3 separate regions of the Mus musculus genome follow, and regions 1 and 2 are each linked to region 3. The links are chromatin contacts, called in public HiChIP or PLAC-seq maps. All regions are on one chromosome and are shown on one strand. Each heading gives the region's core, a stretch centred on a gene start, on an enhancer-like site or on the middle of the called end of the contact. The rest is flanking DNA. Distances are from core to core; before and after follow the strand shown.

Region 1 (2,700 bases), core at 42-2,541, 180 kb after region 3:
GCCCGTAGCCGCTTCTCTGCGAGTTGGGTGCAAAGGAGCAAGAAGTCGGCTCGGCATTTTGGAAGAGAGAAGCCCCCGCCGTATATTTGCTAAAAAGCGCGTTCACATAATACGAAGAACTCATAATTTTGACCTGTGATTTGTTGTCCGGCAGCTTTCAGTGTCGGTTTTACGAGGTAGCGTGATATATGATAACATTACACCCCCAGATTTACACCAAACCCCATTTTCTTTTGGACGGAGCTCGCCGCGGCACGTGACCGCCCACATGACCGCCTCCGCCAATCTCAGCAGCCCTCACAGGTGGTCCCGCGCCACGGGCCGCCTGCCTCCTAGAATGGAAGGGGAAGAGGCTCACAGACGCGGCCTGCCTGCACCGGGCTGCCAGGGCGCCCGACGCAATCAGACCCCTAGGCTCCGCCAGAGCCCCGTCCCAGCCGCCGAAGCCTGGAGGCAGGGATCTCGCCCCCTCCCCCGACAACCTCATACCTATTCCTGAACCCCAGATCCACTGTGTGGATTCCCCCTGTTCGGGCCCTCTCTGAGGGTCCAAGACCCAGGGTCTCTGTAACCTGTCCGCCCAAAGATGGTCTAGAGAGGGAAATCCACTCTTTGCCCACCTCTCTCTATAAGCAGGGAAACCTTTAAGACCTGATTTGATGCTCCAGCGCCAACACCGCAGGCGCGGTGTCTCCTCTAGCCGAGCGGAGAGACCGCTGCCACAAACTGGAACCATGTGGTTCGAATAAAGTCAACGTCTCTCAGCTTCCTTTCTTTAATCGGCGGCGCACTGTTTATCTGCCCTAAAGGAAGCAGTGAAATATTTATCTATTAATGAGCCTCATTTGCCAACAGATATACTAACATGGGATTCCTTTTCTCCTCCCGGACACTGCGGCCCTGGCAGTTTCTCTGCATTTGCTCCTGGGCACCTGGCTGGCTGGCAGCAACTCCAGAGATAGCTCAACACCCGCTTTGTCCTTGCCACAACCCCTAGTTACCCCCTAGATGACAAAAAACTGGGGTATCCTCATTCAGTTTGGGAGAAACTCGGCTCCACAAATTTTAAAACACATCCGTCATACACTCCTGGCGGCTCTCAGGCAAGCAAGCCTTCCACCCTGTGGGCCGGTAACAGTTTTAGAGCTGGATTAGAGACAGGAGAGGTAATCTCAGGACCTGGGTGCTGTAGCTCATTGTGGAACCCCAGTTCTTTAGGAGACAATAAAAGCGAATAAGGGAGCCCTTTCTAGGGGCCACCCAGATCCCGCGGCTTCACCTTTCTAAGCACTGTGTGCTTGCTAAGCACAGCCTCGTTCTCTCCCAAATAGTAGCCCACCCTGGGGGCTTACCTTGCTGGGCTTCAGACCCCCTCCCCCTGCAATGATAGGTCGGGTGAAGGCTCTGCTGCCCAACGCTCTCTGGAGGATATTTGGGTGAACCCTTCCCCTAAACGCCTCATAAACTGCTCAGGCCATGCTGGAAGACTGGCGACCTTTTACTGCTCAGCTCGATTGCACATCATAAACCCGACTTCACAATGGAATTGCCCCGGAAATTCTCCTCTAAATTATAGAGTTTGGTTCCTGGTGTACAAAGCACTTTCTTATCACTTTCAGTGGGTCCAGGCTGCCTCCACCTACCCCACCCCCGTTTACCGCATCCTCTCAGGGGGGTCTTGGAAGCACAAAAGACAGAGGGATGTTCAAATCCCGCTGGAACGAACCCCAGCTCCTACCTAGTAAAGGGCTCAGGTTTTGGTGGGGAGGAGGGCAGGTGGGAGCTGGGCTATCTCCCCTGGAGCATAAGGACCCTAAGGCGGCAATATCCGGGATCCACTTTATGGTGGACCAGGATGGGAAACAGAAGAGGTGAAACAGGGAGGGGGTAGAAATCGAAATAACAGTGTCTTCTAAGAGAGAAATAAAATTCTAAAATAGCTAAAAGAAGATGAAGCAAACCAAAAGAAGGCTAGGAGATCAAAGAGGCGAAATTAGACTGCTTTAGACCAATAAATTGTTCCTGGGGTGACACAGAAGGGCGCACAGTGAAAGGCCAGGCAGGCCCAGGCGGTCTGTCTAGACTCAGGAGACTGGAGCAGTCCAAAGGCACGTGTCTAAAGTGGAACTTCTCTTTAGAAGGAGACCTGACAACCAGAGTTCGGAGTTGGGTTGAACAGGAAAAACACGACACTAACACACCTAGGAAGGTCATCTGAATTTGGCCTGAAAGGACTAAGTGGTTCCCACAAGAGACTCTGTGCTAGTTTGCCAAGGCCAAATAGGTCCCAAATTCTGCTGTTTTCAAGGTCTTGGCACTTCTGGGCACAAGTCTTCCCTCTGAGTGGGATTCAAGACTCACCAAAAACCCTCACTTCGTTTCTGTGTCTCTTTTCCCTTGGCAGACTTTGAACAAAATCAGACTCTCAGCAAGGCCTATTTAATTATATGTTTTCTGACTGTTGGCTCCCTACTTATTTAATGGAAATGTATCTGTTATGTGTGAAAATATTCACACACTATTGAGCCCAGACCCAGTTTTTAATCTGCTATCTAAATATTTCCCAACGCTGTCCCAGAACTAGCTTTCAAACCTACTGCCAGAGTTTGTTTCCTCCGTTTCCTGTGGCCAGATAGTCCTCAATGTTTAAATCTAGGTTTAGAATGTAAACGCAGACCTTTGCAGCAAAACGGCGCCTTC
Region 2 (2,700 bases), core at 150-2,649, 140 kb after region 3:
GGGCGTGCGGGCGTGCGGGCGGGAGACCCCAAGGCCGGGACTCGGCGGAGAGCCGGACCGCTGGCTGCTCCGGCGGCTGGCCCCCGGCGGACTGGGGCGGCTGGACCCCCTCCCCTCCCCTCCCCTCCCCCACGCCCGCCCCCGCCCTACCCGCGGCCGCGGCCCCAGATAAGCGCTGGCGCGGCCGGGCTCCGCGGGGCTAGTGGCACCGACTTGGGTATGTTTCTTATGAATACTGCGCCGAGCAGGGGTCGGTCGGGGGGTGCGGTAAGGGGTGCCGGGGCGGGCGGGAGGGGAGAGCAGAGCGGCTAGGGAAGCGCCGGCGTGGGGGGATGGGGCTGAGGCGAGGGGAGGAACAGGAGCAGAGCGAGCTCCGCGGCAGCGGGAGGAGGGCGGCCTCCCCCACCCCACGCCCTCCCTCTCCTTCCTAGGCGTCACTAAAGTCCAGGAAAATTATGCTAATGAGGACAAACGGCTTTCACAAAGGGGCTCTCTTGTGGGGTTCTATTTTTTAAGAATCTGTCTGAGAAACCACGCAATTCCCTGCCATGGACATTTTCATGGGGTGGGGGGTGGGGAAAGAAGAGAAGAAGAAATGAGTTGCCCTGACTTTGGGCAGTTTTCTTCACCTGCCGCTCCCAATACAGACACCCTAAAGCCAGTCCCTGTGGTGTAGGGCCTATTTCCAGACACCTCCCAAATGCAATTCAACTGCCTTTGGTTAAATTTCTAGGCTTAACGGAAGGAAGTATCCCAGGGAGATGGACAACTGTCCCTACAGTAAAATGAACCTTTGTGGGCTCAGGCACACACAAAGATATTCAGAAACTTAAGTCTCCACCTCTTGTGTACCCATTGCACAGTACCGGCGGGCACGGAAGCAGGTAGTCCATGAGGAAGATAGCTAAGGAACCAACACAAATGGACATCCGGGATATTTCACCCTCTAATTAGTTGAATGGCCTTCCTTTTGCTTGGTTGAGGAAAAGCCTACATTTGCTTGGTAATATGCCACAACGTTAAAGAGGATGGGGTCGTTCCCAATGCCCCGTTCAGCTTCCCAGCTTCAGAAACAAACTCCTCCAAAGCACGGGGGGGGGGGGGGGCGGAGAAGAGAGAAAAGGAGCTTTCGTGCAATTCCGAGGCGTCAACGAGGGTCCCTCTCAAAGGAAGGTGTTAAAAATATAAGTAGTATGTTTAAACTGTCAGGGAGCCAAAGTGTCACCTTAGAGCAAAAACAAAGCCAGGGGGGAAAGGGAGAAATCAAAAAAGCACTCCGGGCCAGGGTGGCCTCATGCATACCAATGGTTTTTGTCATTTATGGCTGGGCAAGATTTATGACTCGGCTCCCCAAAGCTGTAAACAGAGCACAAAACAGCAAACACTTGCTCCTTATGGCAGATTGCAGCGGCGCAACTTGAAAGGGAAGAGCCCGGGACGTGTAGGAGGTGAGAGCCGGCCGCAAAATCCGCTCGGCCGCTTTTTCTCTTCAAACCCTCAGGGTCGGATGTGGCATTTGAAGAAAGAAGGCGTGGGTCAATAATCAACCCGCACTTTCTCCTCCAAACTGCTGACGCGACTCTCACCGCCTTCTCAGCTAAGCCAGCTGCAGGGAAGGCCGTGAGAACCAGACCTAGGAGTGGACTGTCTGAGCCAAGGGGGCTGAGAGCGTTGGAGCAAAGGGCTAGGGCGTATGCAACGCATACCTTTCTTGCACCACCAAATCAAGCAGCCCGAGTGCCAAGACCAGGCCGGACCGAAGGAAGTGCAGGAGCCGCGGGAGAGCTCAGCTCCGTGCGCCCTCGACTAGCACCTAGGTGGCTCTGGGCGGTGGGTCCCAGCCGGCAAAATAGAGCTCTGATTTCAATAAGCGGGTCTGGCGTCCTGGCACATAGATTGCGGGTACCCGCGGCTCATCTGAAATCCAAAAGGCTGGCTTTGAAGCAAGCATAGGCGAGATTGTTAAAATTAATAATTTATAATAGCAAGGTTTTGTTGGCTTGTTACTGGGTTGTGATCGAAGATTCGCTGCTATTTGATATCCATTTCTAGAAATTGCTCACTGCCGCTTTCCAGGCGAATCCCGCAGTTCCACAGCCTCTCCCAAACCACCAAGCTTTTCTTTGCTCAGCATCCGTGGGCTTCCCCATCTTTTCTAAGTCCCGTGATTTCCAGAGTGACCAGAAGAAGCGTTTTCTAAGGCACAGAAGAGTACTTGTAGCAACGGGGTGCCTGATGGAACCTTTCTGCCATTCAAGGGGTGTCCTGCCCATCTCTGAGGGGGCTCACCGCTCCAAGACTCTCTGTGCAAGCCAGGGAGGAAGGTGAGGAGTAACTTTTGGCAAGAAGTATCGTTAAAATCCAAAGATGGGGAGGGAAGGTATTGAGGAAATATGCTGGCCTATGAAGATGAGGATGGAACTTTGAGAGTCCAGGGGACCAGTCTTTCTAATAGCTAATCGTTTGGCCATAACCTGGGTGGCTTTAGCTCTTTCCTGGGAGGGGAGAGAAAAAGCCAACTGTGCTCTATGAAAGCAGTTATTGGCTTCTTACTGTGCATGCTTTTTATACAGAACCAGGCTGGAGAGTCTGTTGTTAGATATTTATTCTCTTGTCGGCACTGAAGCCACAATAAAAAGATGCCTCTAACAAACCTTTACTCCATTTCTCCTTCTTTCTAGTGAAACTATATTATTTATG
Region 3 (2,700 bases), core at 95-2,594:
GTTCTAATTTTGAAAATATCCACTAAAAAACCTCCATAATGCAAGGTACTAGGTGATTTCTAGGTAAAAGCCTTTGGTGTTCTCTCATTGACCTTATAGACGTTGGGTGGTAGGAGAGGGGTAGAAGGCTTTGCAGTATATTCCGCCGTTATCTAATACTCAGCCTGAGGTGATTGCTTCCGTGTGTAGGCGGATGCATGCCTCTCGCTCAGCTCCATTGATTTCAATTCCTGACCAACTCCTGTTTCTGTGACCTTCAGAGTTCAAGATCATAGCTAATATTATTAACAGAAATCATCTTAACCAGGAGTGTAATAATGGATTTTGAGGAGTTGTAAGGTGAATTAATATTCCCTAGCTAATTTGCCTAAGGCTTATACAATAACCATTGAATTCGGGGATGCATCTCAGTGTGACTCTGTCAGTAAGGGAAATAAAAGCATTGCCACTCAAAGGGACATCTTGTTTGCAATTCAATTTGCTCACTTTTCAACCAAATTTAGCACTGGGAGAATATTCTGTAATGACTCTTGATGCATGCCTTATTGGTAAGTGAATATATACCCTTTAAATATTTATTGGAGGTCTTTTAAACGGGTGCAAAGATAAATCAATACGAATGTGAAGATCTATTCTTCCTGCTAAATTATTAGTAATCATCACTCTATATGCCCCAGTGCTGTTAAGGTGTGAAGGGATGCAGGGGGACTGGAGAGAGTGTCCAGCATGTTAATATGCCTAATGCATCCTTATGCCAAAGGCACATGACATAATTCATTACATATTATGTGACTTCCTGGCATAGCTCATAGGAAGCCATTTGAAAGTCATATTACTCGTGATATGAATGCCTCAAGATTTTAGCTTTCTTAGAGTCATTTATTTAAGAAATATTTTCTTAAAAGAAAAATTTTAATAATCTTGAGAACTAAAATAACCACTAATTTAAAGAAAAAAAACTTAAATCATTATTTTCCTTGTAAATAAGGCCATCTTGGGTTCTGTATTTGTCAAAGGCAACACGGCCACACCCCAACCCAAACCTCCCCACCCCCGCCCCTACCCAGGCCCTTGGTGACATCACATTCCCAGTGATGAAGAAGCTCCCCCTCACTCCAGCAACTACCAGCTCATCCACTGCTTCCAGAGTTAACCTCCTGCAATCGCATCTAGAGGGGTTCCTCCCACTGCACCTCCTAGAAATAATGTGTTTATTAGAATGCATTATTTAGATCCTAAAGCTATGTGCAGCCCTGTAATCCCAGCAACCCAGGAGGCTGAGGCAGGAAGAACTCAAGGCTGATTCTACCCTGGGCTACATAGAGAGACACCGCCTCAAATGAAAAGATGGGCTGGGGAGATGACTCAGCAGTTAAGAGCACTGGCTACTCTAGGTTTAGTTCCCAGCACCCACATGGTGTCGCAAAACCATGTATATCATCTAGGATCCAGTGCCCTCTTCTGGCTTCCCCAGGAACTGCATGCATATGGTGCACTTGCTTGCAGGCAGGCAAAACACTCATACACATAAAAAATTAATCGTTTTAATTTTTTTAAAGAAATTAAACGAGGAAAAAGGAGATGAAGAAGAAAAAAGAAAATGAAATTAAAGAATTCTTACTGTGCGTGAGACAGTTTGCTGGGCAAGCATTAATTCAACTGTCGTCATAATTATTTCATCTCCACAAACTAAGTCATCAGTTTCTAAGCATGCAACTAAGACGTGGGGAGCCAAGTTCAGGTCCTGTGGATGCGGAGGTCATACTCTGTGAAAGCTCTGCCCAACACTACTGGTGTCCTCATCTGCCTCCATCTAAACCAGCGGTTCTCAACCTTCCTGATGCTGCAACCCTTTAATACAGATCCTCACGTTGTGGTGACCTCCAACCATAATTTTTTTTTTGCTACTTCATAACTGTAATTTTGCTACTGTTATGAACCATAATGCAAATATCTGTGTTTTCCAGTGGTCTTAGGCAAACTCTGTGCAAAGGTCATTCAATTCCCAAAAGGGTCAAGGCGCACAAGTTGAATACCTCTGATCCAAATGATATAAGCTCGGAGACATATGGGTGAAGTTATGAAAGGCTGTCACCCATGCTCTCTACTTCTGTGTTTTGTATATAAGAGCTGCTCGCTCAGATTCCCTAAATAAATTCTAATAAATAGGAAAGAGGATGTGGAAGCCTGCTAACCCTAATTATAGTTTCCTTTTTAAACAGCCACTTTCCCAACTCATTGGTACAGATTACAGCCTACATATAACCCACAAAGAACAAAATGTGGCTATCACTAAGTTCAGAGGCCCTTATTAGCTGCTCTGTCCTAAGGAGAAATGCTGTGAAAATACCACATGATGAGCAGGCTAACAGGGGGCTTAACACTTCTGACTTGCTAGAAATATGATGGCACTTTAAGCTCAGCTCCTCAGCTGGTGAGAGCTTTGTCTAAACTACAAGCATCCCAGCCTTCCAAGAATTACTACCATAATATTTATTGAGCAATAACAATTGCTAACTGCAGCTCAGGCTGTTGAATTGGACATCGTCTCTACCCAGGAGAATTGTGATTGAAATTGTGCAGGTCTACAGAAATGTAGGGAGAAAAGCAGTGTTCTTGCTGTGTTCTTCTTACTCCTGCCCCCACGTGAAGTCCATAAACAATGCAATCTGTCCCCAGTGACACTGAATTAACTACTCA

What was found. HiChIP or PLAC-seq counts read pairs in DNA pulled down with a chosen protein or histone mark.
Region 1: a contact with region 3 is called in an H3K27ac HiChIP or PLAC-seq map of embryonic stem cells, with 9 read pairs. The contact joins the promoter of Hoxa7 here to the enhancer-like site in region 3. A contact is called at or near these places in 1 of 39 promoter capture datasets (the C10 cell line), 2 of 15 datasets of contacts at CTCF or cohesin (the NIH/3T3 cell line and embryonic stem cells), 9 of 484 Hi-C or Micro-C datasets (the HL-1 cell line, bone marrow-derived dendritic cells, embryonic stem cells and 3 more), 5 of 115 datasets of contacts at active chromatin or transcription factors (acute myeloid leukemia, embryonic stem cells, fetal liver and 2 more) and 4 of 9 other capture datasets (adipose tissue, embryonic stem cells, macrophages and 1 more).
Region 2: an H3K4me3 HiChIP or PLAC-seq map of embryonic stem cells shows a contact between it and region 3, with 12 read pairs. The contact joins the promoter of 5730596B20Rik here to the enhancer-like site in region 3. A contact is called at or near these places in 1 of 39 promoter capture datasets (neural stem cells), 2 of 484 Hi-C or Micro-C datasets (both in embryonic stem cells), 9 of 115 datasets of contacts at active chromatin or transcription factors (the NIH/3T3 cell line, embryonic basal ganglia, embryonic hindbrain and 5 more) and 3 of 9 other capture datasets (adipose tissue, liver and pancreatic islet).

Annotation. Positions count from the first base shown.
Region 1 is chr6:52,217,282-52,219,981 of GRCm38.p6, forward strand. Hoxa7 (homeobox A7) reads right to left here and starts at 1,292. Exons shown (of 2, transcript NM_010455.2): 1 at 1-1,292. The coding sequence starts at 124.
Region 2 is chr6:52,175,756-52,178,455 of GRCm38.p6, forward strand. 5730596B20Rik (RIKEN cDNA 5730596B20 gene) reads left to right here and starts at 1,400. Exons shown (of 1, transcript NR_163848.1): 1 at 1,400-2,700. All of the region lies in intron 3 of Hoxa3 (homeobox A3), which reads right to left. All of the region lies in intron 1 of LOC115490409 (a long non-coding RNA gene), which reads left to right.
Region 3 is chr6:52,034,852-52,037,551 of GRCm38.p6, forward strand. No RefSeq gene overlaps it. Among named protein-coding and RNA genes, the nearest start is that of Skap2, 24 kb to the left of the region's middle. Within about 2 kb of position 1,345, at least 8 of the 459 cell types and tissues checked have an H3K27ac peak or open chromatin away from gene starts, as enhancers often do. A contact at or near this core is called in embryonic stem cells, where this site is marked.